2 separate regions of the Hordeum vulgare genome follow, and region 1 is linked to region 2. A link is a contact called in public Hi-C data. All regions are on one chromosome and are shown on one strand. Each heading gives the region's core, a stretch centred on a gene start, on an enhancer-like site or on the middle of the called end of the contact. The rest is flanking DNA. Distances are from core to core; before and after follow the strand shown. Region 1 holds the start of LOC123425393 (putative methylesterase 11, chloroplastic). Region 2 has its middle 160 kb from the start of LOC123425393.

What was found. Hi-C and Micro-C count contacts between places; a contact is called where the count stands out from the background.
Region 1: a contact with region 2 is called in a Hi-C map of leaf, with 3 times the contacts expected there. The contact joins the promoter of LOC123425393 here to the enhancer-like site in region 2. A contact is called at or near these places in 2 of 6 Hi-C or Micro-C datasets (leaf and seedling).

Annotation. Positions count from the first base shown.
Region 1 is chr2H:109,401,400-109,405,880 of MorexV3_pseudomolecules_assembly, forward strand. LOC123425393 (putative methylesterase 11, chloroplastic) reads left to right here and starts at 2,643. Exons shown (of 5, transcript XM_045109087.1): 1 at 2,643-3,082. The coding sequence starts at 2,771.
Region 2 is chr2H:109,246,258-109,250,586 of MorexV3_pseudomolecules_assembly, forward strand. No RefSeq gene overlaps it. Among protein-coding and RNA genes, the nearest start is that of LOC123425393, 160 kb to the right of the region's middle. Within about 2 kb of position 2,209, at least 2 of the 3 cell types and tissues checked have open chromatin away from gene starts, as enhancers often do. A contact at or near this core is called in leaf, where this site is marked.

The sequences.
Region 1 (4,481 bases), core at 1,393-3,892, 160 kb after region 2:
GACAAAGCATGGGGGCAGATTCCTTTCTGTCTATATTTTATTGTATATGTTTATTGAAGTAACCCCACTCCTCCTTGTTTTCAGTTTCTTGGAATTTCCTATCCCAAATGATATTGCATTTACTGGAGAGATTGGCCTTGGTGGTGAACTTAGAACTGTAAGTTCATATGTTTTTCTGCTTTGTGTGGCCATTGCTGGCTGTGAATATACTTAGTTGGTACTTGTGGCTTAAAGAAAGAGTTTGTATTTGTTGAGAAAAATGTGCCTTCAGAAGATTAATTGGGAAACAGGATCACCTATGTTCTTTCCCCAAGCCTATGACAATGCTTAGCAATTGTACTTCCGACCATTTTACTGAAGCCAATAAATATTACTGCCACAAGTAGATTTTGCAGAGCCATGGAGCTATTAACAGGTTCATAAGAGAAGTATGGCCCTAAGTACCACTTTTTCCAACAACCACCGTGTCTTGACCCGTAAAACAACTTGATTAGCAAATTTTCTGTATTTCAAATAATATTATGATACGATATATATGGTTCCTGTGAAGAATTTGCAATGCTATCGACTACTTGTTTGCCCTTTATTGGCTTATATGTTTTTCCTAATAATGCAAATGCATCTTACGATGGCTAACATTCTGCTGTACCTGGTTATGTACTTTTCACAAATGGATTTCATACATGGCAAGAGTGTAAAATAAATGTTTTGGGTACGGCAATTTGTTTATTTAAATGGATATTGGTTTGTAAAATCTAAATGCACAATAAAAAAATGATGCTGGAGGGGGAAGAAACCTACCGCTTCTCCTCCTGAGAATGCTGCGAAGGCTACACAGAGGCAACAAAAATACACCATTATTGCTCCACTTCACCGGAAGAGTAGCATACTCATGAAGCCCCATAGAATAAATTACCTAGAAGATGCATATTTTAAGCATGTATATAAGCCATTACAAGAAGCTGGTAATAGATCGAGAGGAAAACTAAGCAAATGCCAAGAACCGATGGGTTTGTTCGCTTTGCTGAGCCCAAAAATATAATCTTGAACCAACCAGGACGGGAACAGGTCCCGGACCCTTTCAACGCCTGGCATCAGCTTGCAAACCCTAACCAACAGCCCACCCTAAGCCGCCAAGGGAAGCAGAACAGAGCAAATCGCCAACTACATCCGACGCCACGAATAGACGAGCGCCGATTCGGCGTCGAATCCCAAGAACCCGCCGCTACGCGCCCCCACCGGGGGGCGCCGGGATTGCTTGCGCGCAAGGGACGCGGGGATGAGATTCCGCGAGGGGAGGCGGGGGAGGGGGGACGGCGAGCGCGCGTACCTTCTCCTCGCTGCGCGAATCTGTGGAGATCGCCATGGCTGGCTGCGGAGCGGGGGAGGAGCGGACGGGCAAGGGCAGGGCGGGTTTGGAATTGGGGCTTATCCAGATCGCGGATTTTGTAGGTTTACAGGCTCAACGGTCGGAGGAGGGGAGGCGGCGAGGTCGGAGGTCCGGGGGGAGGGCCATCGGGGAGGGAGAGGAGGGTCGGCGGGGAGGGAGAGGACGTCCGGCGTGCTGCGGGGCGCGGCAGTGGTGGAGAGGCGGAGAGGGTGGCCGACGGGGAGGGAGAGGAGACCCGACGGGGAGGGAGAGGGGTGCGGGGGCGGGCGTCTGCGGGCGGTGCGGGGGCGGGCATATCGTTTTTCTCTGTACGTGGAGGTGGAGCACGGTCAGCCTAACTGTAATTGGTAAATGCACAGTGTGGTGCTGCCTTGATGGTGGATAGGCGTTAGATTTATAATTCTTTCCTAATCGTTTGGTGGAGATCCTTGTTCGGTTTTGTGTGGGTAATTCCTGTGTGTACGTAGGGAAGTTTACGTTTGATCTTTTATTAGTAGTATAGATAAAATGGACAGTGCTCTGCGCCGGCGCATCGGCTTAAACTTTTGGTCGGTCGCACGCGGACCGCTCAATCAGTCAGATTGGATCTCTTATGATCGTCAGATCTTTTCATGTAGCAAAAAAATTCGATGCACCAAATTTCGGCCACAATGCAGCAAATTTCGGTTACGGATACATAAAAAATATGGTTGTAGAAAAAAATATGATCGTAGCAAAAAAACGACGGTGATGATGCGTGGTAGTAAAACAAATGTAGGTTGTAGCAAAAACAATCTGGTAAACTCAGGTTGCAACTCTAACTAACATGTATACAATTTTTTAATGAACGATTATAGCAAAAAATATTATCGGTTATAGCAAAAATTAACACGGACATAGTAAAAAATTCGATAAACTCGGGTTACAACTAAAACATGAATGCAATTTTCTTAGTGAAAAAAATGTAGCAAAAATTATCAACGATTTTAGTAAAAAATCCTATCGATAGTAGCAAAAATAAAAGAATCGCACGACGCGCGTAGGACGGGCCTTCGGCCGGCGCCGTCGGAAAACGTTTCCCTAATAAAATCTGTTTAGAAATCTGCTGACCAAACACGCTGCATTTCCCGTGCCGTCGTGTCAAATGAAGGCAGCACTACCTCTGTGTGATCCCTCAACAACCAACCACCGGGACACGAATTTCGTCTCAACGGAGGTCCCTGTCCGCAAAAACGGCGGTACCAACGGAAGTAGTATAAATTTTCGTATTCCTTTCCAGCCGTTTCTGCCGCTCCCTCCCCCCTCTGCTCTGCTGCTCCATCTTCTTTCCCCTTCCTCGTCCCACGACGGCACGACTGCTGCTGGTTTCCTGAATCGGAGCCGACGAGAGAGGAGGATCCGATGGGCGCTCTCATGTCCTGCATGTCCAGCCCGCCCCCCTCCGGCTCCCCGCCGCAGGCCAAGCGGCGCTCGTCCGCCTCCTCCCGCCGCGGCGCCAAGGCCGCGGAGATCGACGAGCAGGCGCTGGCCGCCGCCGCGGCGCTCGTGCTGGGGCAGCGCGGGGGAGGAGGCGGCGGCGCGTTCGACCGGTCCGCGTCCGTGCGGTACGCCGCGAAGCGGCAGCAGCAGGGCCCGCCGCTGCCCAGGAGCTCCAGCACGCGCCCGCGCTCGCTCGCCGACCCCGAGCTCCAGCCGCAGCAGCTCCTCGCCAAGGTATCGACGCCCTCCTCCGTCCTTCATCGGTCGGTCGCTCCTCCCGGTCGCATTGCTTGGTCGGTCCGCGTGCCGCCGCGTGGAATTTTGACGCTGCGCCGTGTTGACTTTTCTGGTGGGGATTGGTTTTCGCGTCGGCCGTTGAGAAGCCCTGTGATTGTCCAGTTTCTACGCGGCTTCCCCTATTTCTACGGTGGAATTTTGATCCCTTTCCATGCTTTGCTCAAACTATACACGATATATCTGGATTGCTCCTTGTTTTGGGTTTATCGAGAGTGACGGCCAAGTAGTTCGCGCTTCAATTCTATGCTGCTCCTTCGACGAATCCATCTGGGTTTCTTAAATATGTCTTGAATCCATCACGTCCTTCGATTTGCTTCTGCGCCCAGTGCGACTATCTAATGTGAGAATTACCAAGTAGATTAGCAGTGCTTCCGTTTCGCAGGTGTCCTCTGAATGTCTGACCTATCTGTGCCACTGGCTAAGTGGGGCTATAACATGGGGTCCCGTATGCCATGGGAGCAGGGTTAGTCAAAACATGGAAAACCTAGAGCTCCAGGGGCCTCTGTCCATTCATCTCTCCGTGATTGCACAATGTAATCCATATGGCAAGCCACTAAGCATTGATTTCAGTAAAAGTCCAGAACGTATTTGGGAACTACGGCCGTCTGGGTGATGGGTGGTGGTTGCTGTTGGTACATATTGGCATGATTCAGAATTCAGACGCCATTACATTGATTGTTTCTTGTACCGGCCTGATATTGTCGCATGTGTTCATTTATTCTAGAGAAGGGACAAGGAGGGTACCTTCCAACTTGTCCCATGGATTCTAGTTCCTGATGGTCTTTACTTCGAATTGTTTCAGTCACGGTGAATCTGTGTTGCATAGGTTTTCAAAATAAAAATGTTTTGTTGTTACCTAGTCTGTCTTTAGTCTTGACCGTTAGTGGAAATGGCTGCCGGCAGCATCTTGGCTTATATACCGGAGTACTAATTCCAGTGCGGACATGGCTACCAACTACATGTTGACTGTTGACTAAGAAGAAGATGCCGGCCGGCCGGCCAGCAGGGAGGTTTTGATTGATTGTGTAGTTCGTGTCTGACATTTTCAATGCTACTGGTCAGTTGATGTGTGTATATATGCTAACTGAACTAGCACGCCATTTGGCAGTTAATTGGTGTTCTTGTTTTCGAATCACTGGCAAACAAACATTTCTACAGTTAGTGACGGGGGGTCGTGGTGTATTGAACCGGTTTATGGAGGGTTGGGAAAAAATCGGTGAAAGGGCCGCCTGGTTTATGGAGGGATGAATAAAAATCGGTGGAAGGGCTAGCTGTAGCGACGGGGGATCTGCCGTGGTCGAACCATCACGACAGACGGCATATCCTCCTTTAATAG
Region 2 (4,329 bases), core at 959-3,458:
AAAGGGGATGGTGTCCCCATGTGGGAGCAACCCCTTGGGTTTGTGTGGCAAATTGCCGGAGGTCCCGAAACCTTTCTGGCACCCTCTCAAAAATTTCAAATGTACTTTGAAACTTTTTCGGCTTGATGGTTTTCTCAAAATATTTCTAGTTTATCTGAAAAAATTGTGGTATTCTCTCCAAAACTTTTTCTGGTGACTTTATCTCACGCTCCTAACCTAGCATTTAGCTTATGGATGACCCTTAAATGAGTCACGTACTCACCTATAGGTTCGGTGAAGTATAGACATGACCCAAATCTCCTTCTGATCAATGATAAATAGCAAAACCATGGACATCCATATTGACCACTATACCCACATGAATGAAATTCGATTAAACCTTTAGTTTTCGTGTGATATTCCTATTACTTCACATATGTTACAAAACCCGGGGTGAGATTTATCAGCATCCTCGTGAATGAACAACTTCTTAACTATGTCGGTTTCCTCCTTGTTTCATTCTCTTTTCGCGTTACGGTGTTCCGGCATCCATGTGATCAAATCACACTATGTCTGGCCAGATGATGATGTATATTGCAACGCCGAGAGGGCCCAAAGAATATCTCTCCATTGTGAGAGGATTAAATCCTAGTCTTGAGCTATCTAGTCCCTTGTCATACTTTTCCTATGAACCCGTAAGTTGATGTTATGATCACCCTATTACGTTTGATGTTAGATAAACCCCAAAGTGCATCATTTTTTATGAAGGAACTTGACACTCTCATGGTCTAAGGAATTATGCGGACGTTAACTTTCTCTACATAATAAGCCATTAACTTGTGATGAATGGATCTCATAGCATAACATCATTTGGGACTATTCAACACAAATGTTCTTCTAACATTGTGTCCTCAAAGCTGCCGACATTCTCCTGCACATGATGAGGAAAACGAAACCATCGTTGAACACTTAGCTAGTCTTAGAGGAATGGCTAGGAATCTATTTTACCGTTTATTTATTTCATGCATGCACATGGGTTTTCATCTCAACTTCTTAAATATACACACTCGAGAACCATGAAAATTATAGCACATAATATAAACATAATTATGAACCAAGAGATAAATAATAAGTTTTATTCTTGCCTCTAGATCATATCTCCATCACCATCTTCCCGCACCTATAAAGCACACCTCGCATAGATGGTCCTCGCCCAATAACTTTATTCGCTCGATCGCCCCGCTCTATAAAGCATTTCCCAATCAATTAAAGAAATAAGGAGAGAGAAAATCATAGAAGGAAAATAGAAAACAAATATGAGAAAAATCAACAAGGTAGAAACAAAAATAAAATGAGCAGAAACTAATAAAACCACTGTAGAAAATACAGAAAATAAGAAAAAGCTGGTTGAAGCTTCCAAACCCGTGTGGAAGCTTCGGAAAACCGGTAAACAAGGTGTGCCTATGTGGGTGTTTTCTAGTGCTTGCGTAATATATCTCTCACCAAGCAGAAATACAAAACTCCCTTCTGAGCTTTAAAATTCAACTAAAAGATAGTGTTTTCAAAGGAAAGAACTCACTCCATGAGGTTGTAATAGGAAAATCCAATTCCCGCCCATCTCGGGGAGTAGTATGTTTTTTGTATTCTACATGCACATATACAGTTCACAACAATTTGCTTTTATTTCTGATTTTGATAACATTCTAAAAGGTTCTCTCTTGTCTGCCTTTTTTCATTTATTTTCCTTTTTTCTCGGTCGGTTTACATGTTTTCCTTTTGGTTTTTGACTTTCTGCTTTTTAATACAATTAATTTTCCTATTTCATTTCTGTAATTTTAAATTCGCAGAAATAGATTTATAAATTTTTATATCCGTGTACATTTTGAAATTCATAAATACTTATAAAAAATAGCATTTTACAGAATTTGGAACATTTCATAAATTCATCAACTTTTTCAAAGTCATGAATATTTTTTAAACTCATGGATATTTTAGATTTAGTAAATAAATTTTAAATTATTAGTTTTTTAGTTCACCGGAATTTTGTAAAATTATGCGAACATTTTGTGATTTCACCAATCTAAAGAGAGTAGCAACATTTTGTGGATATTTTAGATTAAATAAAAGGTTGAAGAAAACCAATCATAAGAGAGTAGCAACATTGCCCTAGTAACAACAGCAGGATGGGCGAGCGAGAAAACCAAGTGAATCCACATGCGATCGAGCTAAACAATCGGGCCTTGGCGGTTGGAAATCCCTATTCGCCGCATTCTGCGTCGTCTAAATGTCGAGGCTTCGCACAGGTGCTCCAGGCTGCGTTTCGTAATAGGCCAGTTCATTTACACGCCAAAAGCTCCGATATTGGGAAGGTTTTCAGCCGGCTTTTTCCGGTTTTGGGAACTTTCTATAATATTCCCTGAACCGGTTTTCTTTTTTTTGTTTTCTTTTTTTCTATAATCTTCTTTGTTTCTTTTTTTTCTGTTTTTCTTTTAAAAATGTTCTGGATTTTTCAAAAAAGTTACGAAATTTCAAAAAATGTTTCAGAATTTTTTGGTTTGGAATTTAAAAAATGTTTCGAAATTTGGAAAATGTTCCAGAGTTTTAAAAATGTTCAGGAATTTAAAAAAATGTTCCAGAATACGAAAAAATGTTCCAAATTTGAAAATTTATTTCGGAATTTAAATTATGTTTCGAGATTTGAAAATTTCTTCCGGAATTTAATAAAATTTTCTGATATTTTTATTAAAATGTTTGGAATATTTCAAAAGAAATATTCCGAAATTTGAAAAAAGCTTAGAAAATTTGAAAAAAATTCCGGAATTTGACTTTTTTTCCAGAATTTGAAAAAATGTTTCAGAATTTAGAAAAGTTCAGGTATTTGAAGAAATATTCCACAATTTGAAAAAATATTCCGGATTTCAAATAATGTTCAAATTTGGAATGTTTTTAATGAAATGTTTTGGATTTTTTAAATGAAATGTTTCAGATTTTTCAACTGCTGGTCGCTAATTTTTTTTGTGGTCTCCACATTCGGTACTGGTGGCTAACTTGGGCTGGCCCAGTCGGGGCGACCCCCTGTGCGTCCGCTTGGCAGTTGCCGCAAAGAGCGGCGCATAGGAGGGTCGGCGGTTGGGCATTTTGGGACATTAATTGAAGGGTATTCTTTTAAAAGATCAGTCTCACCTTGTCAGATTGTGTCATTTATTACAACCTATTTTTTTTTCTTTTTTTGAACATCCATATTTTTAAAATGTTTCATTTTTAAAATCGTGCATCCAAATCTCAAACCATTTACATCGTTGGGTTCCCCGCGTCAAGATCTTCAAAACTAGATTCCATATTGATAGATTTTAAAAAAATCACAGAAAGCTGATGAGAAAATCGTGCCTCTCGTGAAAGAAAAAAGGCGATTTTTTCGTTTCTGAGAAACACAGCCGTGTATTTCATGAAGGCAAAATCATGCCTCCCACGATAGCAAAATCATGTATCTCGTAAAAACACGGAAAACATATTTATTTTCTGTTTCTGAGAGATGCAGTCGTGCCTTTCGCGAAAGCAAAACCGTATCACTCGTGATTTTTTTTTGGAAAATGTGCTTTTTAATTTCGGAGAGGCACGGTCGTACCTTTCACGAAAACAAAACCATGTCTCTCACAGAAAAAAACTAAAACATGATTTTTTTTCTAAGAGGCAAGACCATGCCTCTCACGAAAGCAAAATCAAACCTCTCATGAAAAACAATGTCTTTTCCATTTCCGAGAGGTACGATGTTTCGTTAAAAAGCTAGAAAAGACAGGTAAAAATCGAAACACCAAAAAAACACGAAAACAACCATTTAAAAAAGTTAAAAACACGTATGAAAAAATATAAAAATACAAAATAAAATAAAAACGTTGAAAATGCGACACGTGACGATGACAAAAACCGCATCATGTGACAGTGTGTGGGAGCGGTTGTTGGGAGACGTCTGAAAAAGTGCTTCTTAACTAGTTGCTTACGGTATTTTGTCATATGTTTCACAGGCATCCCTATGCCTCGCTTAGACAATCTTCGCTGAAGGTTCTCACCCGACCGGCCCAAGTACTTCTGTTTGGCTTTTCTATTTTGCTTTTTATTTTGTTGTCTTTTGTTTTATTATTTTGTGATTTCGGGTTAGCTATTTTCTTCTTGTTTCCTTGCAAAAATTCCAAAAACAAATTAATAAAATCATTGATTTTCATTTGGTTCTCTCTTAATATATGTTTTATGTTTTCAAAAAATGTCCATCCTATATTATAAAAGGCTCAATATATATGGTTAAAATGTTTATCTTTTCTTATGAAATATATGAATCCAATTATAAACATGTTC